2 separate regions of the Mus musculus genome follow, and region 1 is linked to region 2. A link is a contact called in public Hi-C data. All regions are on one chromosome and are shown on one strand. Each heading gives the region's core, a stretch centred on a gene start, on an enhancer-like site or on the middle of the called end of the contact. The rest is flanking DNA. Distances are from core to core; before and after follow the strand shown. Region 1 overlaps Ptcd2 (pentatricopeptide repeat domain 2). Region 2 overlaps Tnpo1 (transportin 1).

Region 1 (4,505 bases), core at 1,770-4,269, 440 kb after region 2:
CCACAGATCAGTGGTTCTCAACCTTCCTAACACCTCAACCCTTTAATACAGTTCCTCATGTCGTGGTGACCCCCAACTATAAAATTATTTTCCTTGCGGTATCATAACCACAATTTTGCTTGTTATGAATCATAATGTAAATATCTGATATGCAACCCTGTGAAAGGGCCATTTGTCCCCAAAGGGGGCACACTGTAACCCATACCCCACAAGTGGAGAACCAGTGCATTCTGTTTTTTTGTTTTTTTAAAAGTAATTATGGGGAACTGGAGAGATGTCTCAGTGGTTACGAACACTGGCTTTTCTTCTAGAGGACCCAGGTTGAATTCCTAGCACCCACATGGCAGCTCACAATTGTCTATAACTCCTGTTTCAGAGGATCTGACTCCCTCACACATGCAGGCAAAACACCAATATACATAAAATTTAAAAGAAATAGTAACTAATACATTTTAAGTGCTCACCTCTAACAGTGTGCATTAGTTATCTTGCTACTGAGGCTTTAAAACAGGTATGACGGCTGGTCTCCATCAGCAGAGGCCAGCAGTCTCCCTCTCGGGGAAGCAGGGGGCAGGAAGGTTGGTATTTATTATTCATGAAGTTGTTTGTGCTTTTTCCATTTTTGTTTTTGTTAATGAGTGGTTGTGGCCTAACAAAGAGCACCACAATTATCTAACGCATTACAGCCATTTACACAAGGTAAGTTGGGGAAGCATGGTCTATTCTCTAAGGCTTTGCAGGTACAGGAATCAACTTTTGCTGTTGTTTACAAAACACCAGGCACACACAGAAGCCATTATTTTCTAAGAAGAATTTTTTGTTGTTGCTTTGTTTTTTTTTTTTTTTAATGAGGCTGTCTAACGCTTTACAGAACACAGGCAAACTCTTTCTGATAACTGTGAGATGGGCTCCTGTGCATGATGAGAGCAGGAAGAAGGCCTCATGTATCCCTGTGATTCCTCAGCTAGCTGGGAGTACTTTAAGTGCCAGCAGCTAGGTAGCCACAAAGTTAAGGTTTCACAGCACGGGCACAGCACCAGGCATACTGCCTGCCTCACATTCACTGTGAACTCACACTCACTGTTAGCCTGTGCACTGACTATCAGACCCACTTACCAATGAGCAAACTGAGAACCTGCAGCCACCTGGAAAACCTCAGGAGTCCTTAGGATTCTGGAAATATCTTAGGAACTGTTTTAGCCGCAGAAGAGGTATCTCTCTATCTACCTTTATATTATATAAATAAGTAATAATTTATAAATATTATATATACTGTTTATATGCACTATATACAAATATATTTATATATTAAACTACTTTATAAAATATAAGTATATATGTAATAATATTTCACAGTAGTAAAGATACCAGAACTGGAATCTAGTGTCCTATCCTAAATTAGTTCTGCTAGCTTAAGTCATTTCCTCAACCTGAAAGATGAATGAGTTAAGACACAGAAGGTTTCTCTAATTCTAAAATTTCTGATTCTATGGACAGTTTTGGTCTGAGAAAAACAATGAAGTGAACAGACTGTATTCTGGATTTGGCCTCAAGTCCAAGTGTGCAGCACACGTGGCCTCTGATGTTGGGTTCAACACCTGTCTGGGCCCCCCGGAAACAAGAACATGTAAGATGGTTCCAGGTGCCTTCTGTAGATGATCACATACGCACAATCCATCCAATGCGGTGTCTCAAATGGTCACAGAAACTGGCCGTGCTGTCAAGACAGTTTTACAGTAACTGCTAATAAAGTAACAACAACAGAGCACGCAAAGGAGACAGGCACAGCAGACACGGTGATACACAGGTCCAACTATTTATGAGGGTAAATAGAAAACTGAGCCTTCCGTGGGTTTTTAATTGGCATTTTTGGCTTGCCAGTGACAATGGCAATAATCATTTTAAACTTAGCATACTTACCAGTTCTGAAGGCTAAATTTTAGTTTTGTTTACACGCTAAGAAAAGAAACACAACCCGAGTCTGCACAGGAACCTTTTATTTCTTATTCTGGAGAAAGCTGAACTCTACTGAACCTTGAATGGAAATGTGAAGTCATCCAAGCACACCCAGGCAGCATCGCCTCACAGATGGAATAACGATGGCGGAGACGAGGAAGGCCTCCGCCACTTCCAAAGATGGGAGATGAGGGTTTCAGGTCTCCCCACCAACTTGCGAGTCACCTCTGCCGTGAAAGGTCAGTCAAGACCAAGAGAAATCCCGTCTGTGGGTACCTCCTGAGCTCCACTCTACTGGGCTGCATTAGCAGCTCTGAGTCTTACTCTGGAGCCTGTGAAACGAGGGCAGCTGCCTTTCTGTGGGGCTCCCTTGGCTCGAGCTAGCTCTTCCCATTTCTCTGGTAGCATGTCACCACTCGGGGGACTTAGGACTTAGGGAGACCAAGCGTCAGCACAGGGCCACTGAAGTAAGTAAGATGCCCGGCCCGGAGCAGCCAGTAATCCACTGTAGCAGCAGCTGCTCCAGACCAGGGAAATGGAAAGCAGTTACTCGGTCAGCAGGGACCGGCTGAGAGGCTGTAAGGTCCGGTGGCTGACTGCCCTCTTCTTTAACAGCAACAAGTTGGATCTCTTGTCCCGGGGGACGTGGCAGAGCAGAGCATCCAAAGAATGAACGGTGATTTGACCGTTCACGTGCAGCTTCCCATAGACCTCATCGAATCTGGCTATGAGTGCAGGGCTGTCCTTCAGTTTTTCCCTCACTTTGGCCAGCTGGAAAAGAGTAATCATTACATCACAGTGAGGTCTTCCTATCCTCTTAGAAGCAGAAACAGACATGTAGAAATGTACAGCATATATATAAGGATAAACACCAGGGCACATAGGCATGAGACTGACTATGAGAGAGAGCCATATCATTTTACCTTCGAGAGGCAACTCAAAACAGCACACGTTTTACAATGAGACATAAGCGGGGAGGTCAGAGGCCAACAGCATCCATAAAATACAGTAAGGGCGGTGGGTGGGGCAGGTTATACAGGGAGTAAGGGCGGTGGGTGGGGCAGGTTATACAGGGAGTAAGGGCAATAGGTGGGACAGGTTACACAGAGAGCAAGGGCAGTGAGTGGGGTAGGTTATACAGGGCTTCACGCAGTGCACAGAATGGTGCTTGGGATTCACCTAAAAGCCACAGGGATGGCGAGGGTGACTGTCTGATGGAGACTTCACAAGCTGCACAGAGAATAAGCCCAGAGAACAAACGGTGACTGGGACTGGGAGAAGCACAGGAGATGCGGAGGTGACTGCACATGGGGCACACTGTGGGGTGACAGTGAAGGACTCCCTCTAAGGAGCTGAAGGAAGGGGATCAATGTCACCCTCCTAACTTGGGTCTTAGCAACGTGACGATGGACACTGAGAGGGAGTGTTATGGGGAGGAGAGGGAGATCCAAAATTGGATGAACGATCCATAATTCTATTCTGGAGGTGAAACATTGGGGTGGACATGCCAAGGAGGCCACTGACAGGTCTATTATATGGACCAGAGCTCTCAACAGCAGCCTCAGGTCCATCACTAACCCTGCAAAAATGGGTCAGCTCAAAATCTGAATGGCTGATAGTGTGCTAGTCGCTTTCTTCAGTTTGCTTCTATTTCCTCCCACCAAAGGAAGCAAGGGTTACCTGAGAGCGAGGAGCAAGGGAAAGGTATGGATACTTGAGAGAAAACTGAAAAGGTGTGAAGTCATTATTCAGAGGAGGGAAGGGACCTATAGAATAGTACAGGGAGAGAGCAACATGGGAGGGACCTGAGAAGTCCAAAAGCCACGCAAGAGAGACTGCTGTGTCTGGCCTCTTGCTGCACAGGTGGTCTCGGGACCGGAACACCAGGTGAGCACGTGAGCTTGCACTCGGTGTCACCTGCAGCGTTGGCACACTTACCACTTCCTCTGAGAATGTGTGTCTTCTTACAAATTTCGATAAATTTGTGTCAAGAGAGTCCTCTAAGATCTTTAACAGGCTTTCCAACATATTTGACTGGATGTGGATCAAGATCTGAATAAAAACCAGAGAAGACTGAGCTGGCATTTCAATGCTGAGGTACGCCTGAGCTGACAGGCACCCCTTTTAAATACTATTCCCTAATTCGTTAGCATATACATGTTTTTTAAGTGCTTTGCATGTACACTCATCAGCCAAAATGTACTTTAATATAGATAATGACATCGCCATAGTGGGACTAGAGAGGAAGCTCATATCAGAGGTGCTTCATACACCAGTCTTGAGTTTGATTCCTGAATTCCACAAAAGAAAACACACACACACACACACACACACACACACACACACACACACAAGAAAACAAAATAAATACCCCAACTTTAAACCCTGGCTGATGTCTCAGTGAAGCCTACTTACACTGTACCCATTAAAGACCCTTCAAAACTAGGCACCAAGTTTTCAAAATGACATTGCTAACGAATTCCTATCAGCCCGACACACACAGCACATGGAAAAGCAAGGCTCATTTCACCTGTAATTATCAGTACTCA
Region 2 (4,651 bases), core at 2,038-4,537:
AAACTACATTTTGTTTTGAACAATTTATTTAATGTGCATTGCTGTTTTGCCTGCATTCATCTGTGCAACAGGAGTTACAGATGGTGGTGAGCTGCCATGTGGGTGCTCTGAAGAGTAGCCAGTACTTCCTACTGCTGAGCCATCTCTCCAGCCCTGAGAATTCAGGTTTATAAGAGTGATTTAAGAGACTGCTTTGACAAAATCTCTCTTCTCTCTAGGTCGCTGCTCCTTTAGATAGGCCAGGCTAGTCCTAAATCCACTTCATGTCACACCGTTCTTTTAAACCTCCAGGATGTGCTGCTTCAGGGCCAAAGCATCTGAAGTCTCTGCCACATGACGGCTTTCACTCTACCACTCAGAAGCAAAGCTAGTTGTATCTGTCAGAGTTCTAGACCTCCCAGAACTATAGTGAGATTCAGTCTTGGAAAGGAGGAAGGGAGGAAGGGGGCGAGGGAAGAAGGTAGGTTGGTTGATTCTGTCCCCTAGTAAGTCAAATACATCAGTGCGCATCAGCATGAAGAATCTGTAAGAAAGGAACTCTAACTGAGCATGGTGGCTCATGTTTGTAATCCTAGCATTTGGGGGGTAGGTTAGGAGGACCAGGAGAGTTCAAGGTCACCATGATACTGTCTCAAAAAAAAAAAAAAAAATCCAAACATTTTCTTCATTTCCCCAAGCATACGTAAGTTTTATATAATTTAACAGTGGCAAGAAAGAAATAAGCAACCCACACACCAAACAAACAAACCCCAAGAAACTAAAACACGAAATCAAGATAAGAATCAGAATTACTGTATGATTAAAAATGCCTAAGCCTGTTATTGTATGTCATTAATTTAGAGAAACAAAAACAGTTTATGGTCTGGTGCTTTGGGAAATTTCAGCTTATTTTTTTTATGTATGTAAGCCATCAGGGAGGGGCGGGGAGACAGCTGCTGGAAGGGAAGAGTGCTCATCACTCTTGCAGAGGACACAAGTTTGCTTCCCAGGACCTACACAGTAATTCAAAACCATTCCATAGCCAGTTTAGGAAAATCTGATGACCTTTTCTGATCTTGAAAGCACCAAACACATACATGGGCACACACATATACACGAAGGCAAAACATTTCCACATATACAATTAAAAATTGATTAAATGTAGTATAAACAGCTGTTAATCACATGAGTGTAACATTTAAGAATAACTTTAGAAAGACAAAATCTTTCCTTAGAGAAAACAGATTTTTGTCATATTATTCCCAGAAAACCAGTAAAAGGTTAACAAGTATAAAATACAAAGGGAGCTTTAGGCTCTGCACTTTGAAGTTGTCCATTTCAGAAGCACTTTCCCAGAGTTAACCCATGCTATGAGCAGATAAACAGCAGTACCTCACAAGTGTTGTAGTCTTCGGAATCCAGCAGGCTACAGAGTTTTGGTAAGAGATCAGGCCAATTCTGCAGCTCTCCCTTGGAGGCTATGGTTGTAATTAAAATACCTAGAAAGACAACACACATTTAGAGCATAATGCACTGTGTGGGGCACATGCATAACACACACTTCAAACCCACCAAGAGACCCAGGCTGCTACCTCAGTCACCATCGCCTCAGTGTGGGGTGTGCATCACAGGCAGCACACAGCAGACACTTTTCATCTCATTGCACACCGTTTCCAATTTTTAAAACTTCACCAAACATCTGTACAAAAACCCTACAATTTGCTTTTCTATAATACCTACGATACATCCACTAATTAAAATTAACAAAAATTCATGAAAATCACCTAAAGAAAGACACCAAAATGCCTTCAGCCGCTCTACCACTGAATGACAAGCTTAAGAATCTGTAATAAAAGACCCATCGAAAGACTAAGGATAAGACAGGTGGTGGTTGGCACATACCTTTGATCCCAACAGAGAAAGGAAGATCTTTTGAGTTTGAGGCCAGCCTGGTCTAAAGAGCGAGGGCCAGGACAGCCAGGGCTACACAGAAGAACCATGGCTCAAAAAACCAAACCCAAACCAAACCAAACCAAAACTAAGAGTACCCTTCCAACTTGCACAGGAATTATAATCAAAGACTACAAGCAGGGAAAAAATAAGCAGATGTATGCCTCACTGGAGACCAATCCAGTGTGTCCACATGCTTTATAAGACCCTGTAGTGGTTTGAATAGGTTTGGCCTCCACAGATTCATGAGTTTGAATGCTTGGTCATAGGAAGTGGAACTGAGAGGAAGTGTACTACTATGAAGGCAGGACTTTGAGATCTTAAATGCTCAAGCTATGCTCTCTGAAACAGTCTCCTTGCTGCCTGCAAATCAAGATGTAGAGCTAGCTCTCAGCTCTTCTCTAGCACCACCTGCCTACTCGCTGCCTTGCTTTCAGCCACCGTGCTAACAGATGAAACCTCTGAAACCAGGACCCAGCCAAATTAAACATTTTCCTTATAAGAGTTGCCTGGCTCATGGTGTCTGCAGTAACGAAGACAGAACCCTATCTTAGGTAGACATGATGAACTGCTCCAACAGTCCCACCGGTGGCGCCTTCTAACTAAGCACCTCCTGACTGGACTAAACTGCGCTGTGCACATCTTTTCTAACTTAATAAGTATCCAGTGCATAAAACGTGGTGGCTATGGATCTTTTCATACACGAAGGTATATACTCTGACAGTAGGTAAATTATATATAATCTAAGCTGCAAAACGGAAAAATAATTTCTTCATAGGGTTACTCTGAAAAGTGAGGAATACTCACAAAAAATGCCTGGCATCTAAGAGACACCCAGTTATGACTGAGCAAGCCACAGAGTGAAGACACTTTAACGCTTTCCTTAACTCTCCCCTTTAGTTCTAACAAGACTGTCCTGAGCAATGAGCAAAACTGATGACAAAGGTGTAACTTTTCACACAGCACAGAGCCTAAAGCACACCTTTTATCCCAGGAGAGGCAGGCAGATCTCTGTGGGCTAGAGGCTATCTGACCTATACAGTGAGTCCAGGTCAGCCAGAACTACATAGTAGCTTTTATTTTTAGCATGTCTCAAACAAACAAACAATTCACTTAAAAAAAAAAAAAAAAAAGGAAATCAAGTAGAAACAATGACGACAACAAAATGCAAACCTTGTACCAAAAGCCTTCTGAAGCAAGCACTCTTACTACTGGCCTTTAGGCAAGAATCAATCTGGCATCAAGACCAGTCAGTCTCTCCTCAAGCTAAAATAAAAAAGAACACAGGATTGATTCTGTGCTTCCTAAAGCTGTAATCCATCCCAGACTTGGAAAGTGAAAGCAGAAGATCACGAGCTCAAGCCAAGTCAGGCTCAGAGGAGGCAGCTGGAATTCCAGCACTGGAGACAGAGGCAGGCACATGTCTGAGTGCTAGGCCAGCCTAATCTAGAGATCTTTCAGGACCACACAGAGAAACCCTGCCTCAAAAACTCCCAGTCAACCCACCAACCAAGAACAAAACCAAATAAAATTTGAGAAAAACCAAACGTACAAAAGAGAGACAATCTACAACTTGAATGGCATTGCCTTTGCTTGGGAAACATTAAAGAATGCTGAAAGATTGACAAACTCCAACTTCCATTAAGTCCATCTACTCCTGAAAATAGTAAGAAAAGTTGCAAAAAGGAAAAGTGATCATGAGAGCTGAGTGTAGAGCCATGTGCCTGTGACTCCCAACACACAAGAGATGGAAGCAGGAGTGATGATCAAGTGTGCAGCCAACCTGGACCACCTGAGACTTTATCTCACAAAACCAAACTAAACAAATATGAGAACTGTAATTGGGTGTGATATACTTAATACTTAACATCTTAAGAATTTAAAATATTTTGGCCAATAAGGTCAGTTCTATGAATTAATCTTATATAAACTTTTCTACTAGTATAATTAGAATAGTAGCATTATAAACAAGACATGTATTATTTGATGAGATAAGCAATTCATTTAGGTAATGGATTAGCTAGCACTCAACCATTTAAATGAAGCAGCTTCCAAATAAATTGACAGGATTTGTAACATCCCAGACCCAGAGAGGGGAAGAAAATACATCTGGGTACAGCGGGCACAGCCTGCAGCTACAGCTCAGGAGAATGAACAGAAACCAAGACTCAATCTCAAAATACATCTTAATATTTTAAAATCTTTTCTCATGTGAACTAAGATTAACTAATTTAAAAAACAATAATAAAAAAATCCCAGATTTCTTGGGAACTATCATCTTATAATATGCTTGTGTTTATTTCCCAGAAACAAACAAAAAACCCCCAAACTCGCACAATTCTAGGCGACTGCCCCTGTGAGTCCTTTCACCACAGACACTTGACTGTGCCTGCCCAAAACTCTTCTACTGTTCTACCGTCTCTACTCTGCATCAGGACAGGACAGTGGGGTAACGACCCAATTTTCAAGGTTTTTGTCCCTTGATAATTTTATAGCCTCGCTACTCTCACCCTTTCCTGCCTCTCTTTCTTCTCACCCCCTTCTCCACACTCATTCTTCCTCCTGTGGCCCATCTTTTGAAGCTGTATACTGGAGCTTAGTGTGGATCACCAGTGGTCGCACAAATGAAGACAATGACTATACCTCTCCAAGAATGTTTCAAAAGCCATAGGTCAGCAGGTAGTAGGACCCCACGAACCCCACGTCCACCTGTGACAGGCTG

What was found. A called contact is a pair of places that touch in the nucleus more often than the background predicts.
Region 1: a Hi-C map of muscle stem cells shows a contact between it and region 2, with 2.6 times the contacts expected there. The contact joins two enhancer-like sites. A contact is called at or near these places in 1 of 15 datasets of contacts at CTCF or cohesin (the NIH/3T3 cell line), 25 of 484 Hi-C or Micro-C datasets (the AML12 cell line, the C2C12 cell line, MC3T3-E1-derived osteoblasts and 17 more), 14 of 115 datasets of contacts at active chromatin or transcription factors (bone marrow-derived dendritic cells, cardiomyocytes, embryonic basal ganglia and 11 more) and 2 of 9 other capture datasets (embryonic stem cells and liver).

What each region holds. Positions count from the first base shown.
Region 1 is chr13:99,317,667-99,322,171 of GRCm38.p6, forward strand. It overlaps Ptcd2 (pentatricopeptide repeat domain 2), which reads right to left. Exons shown (of 10, transcript NM_026873.2): 9 at 3,895-4,008; 10 at 1,983-2,727. The coding sequence ends at 2,503. Among named protein-coding and RNA genes, the nearest start is that of Ptcd2, 25 kb to the right of the region's middle. Within about 2 kb of position 3,020, at least 10 of the 459 cell types and tissues checked have an H3K27ac peak or open chromatin away from gene starts, as enhancers often do. A contact at or near this core is called in muscle stem cells, where this site is marked.
Region 2 is chr13:98,877,249-98,881,899 of GRCm38.p6, forward strand. Tnpo1 (transportin 1) reads right to left here. Exons shown (of 24, transcript NM_178716.3): 5 at 1,372-1,478. Among named protein-coding and RNA genes, the nearest start is that of Gm52051, 45 kb to the right of the region's middle. Within about 2 kb of position 3,288, at least 25 of the 459 cell types and tissues checked have an H3K27ac peak or open chromatin away from gene starts, as enhancers often do. A contact at or near this core is called in muscle stem cells, where this site is marked.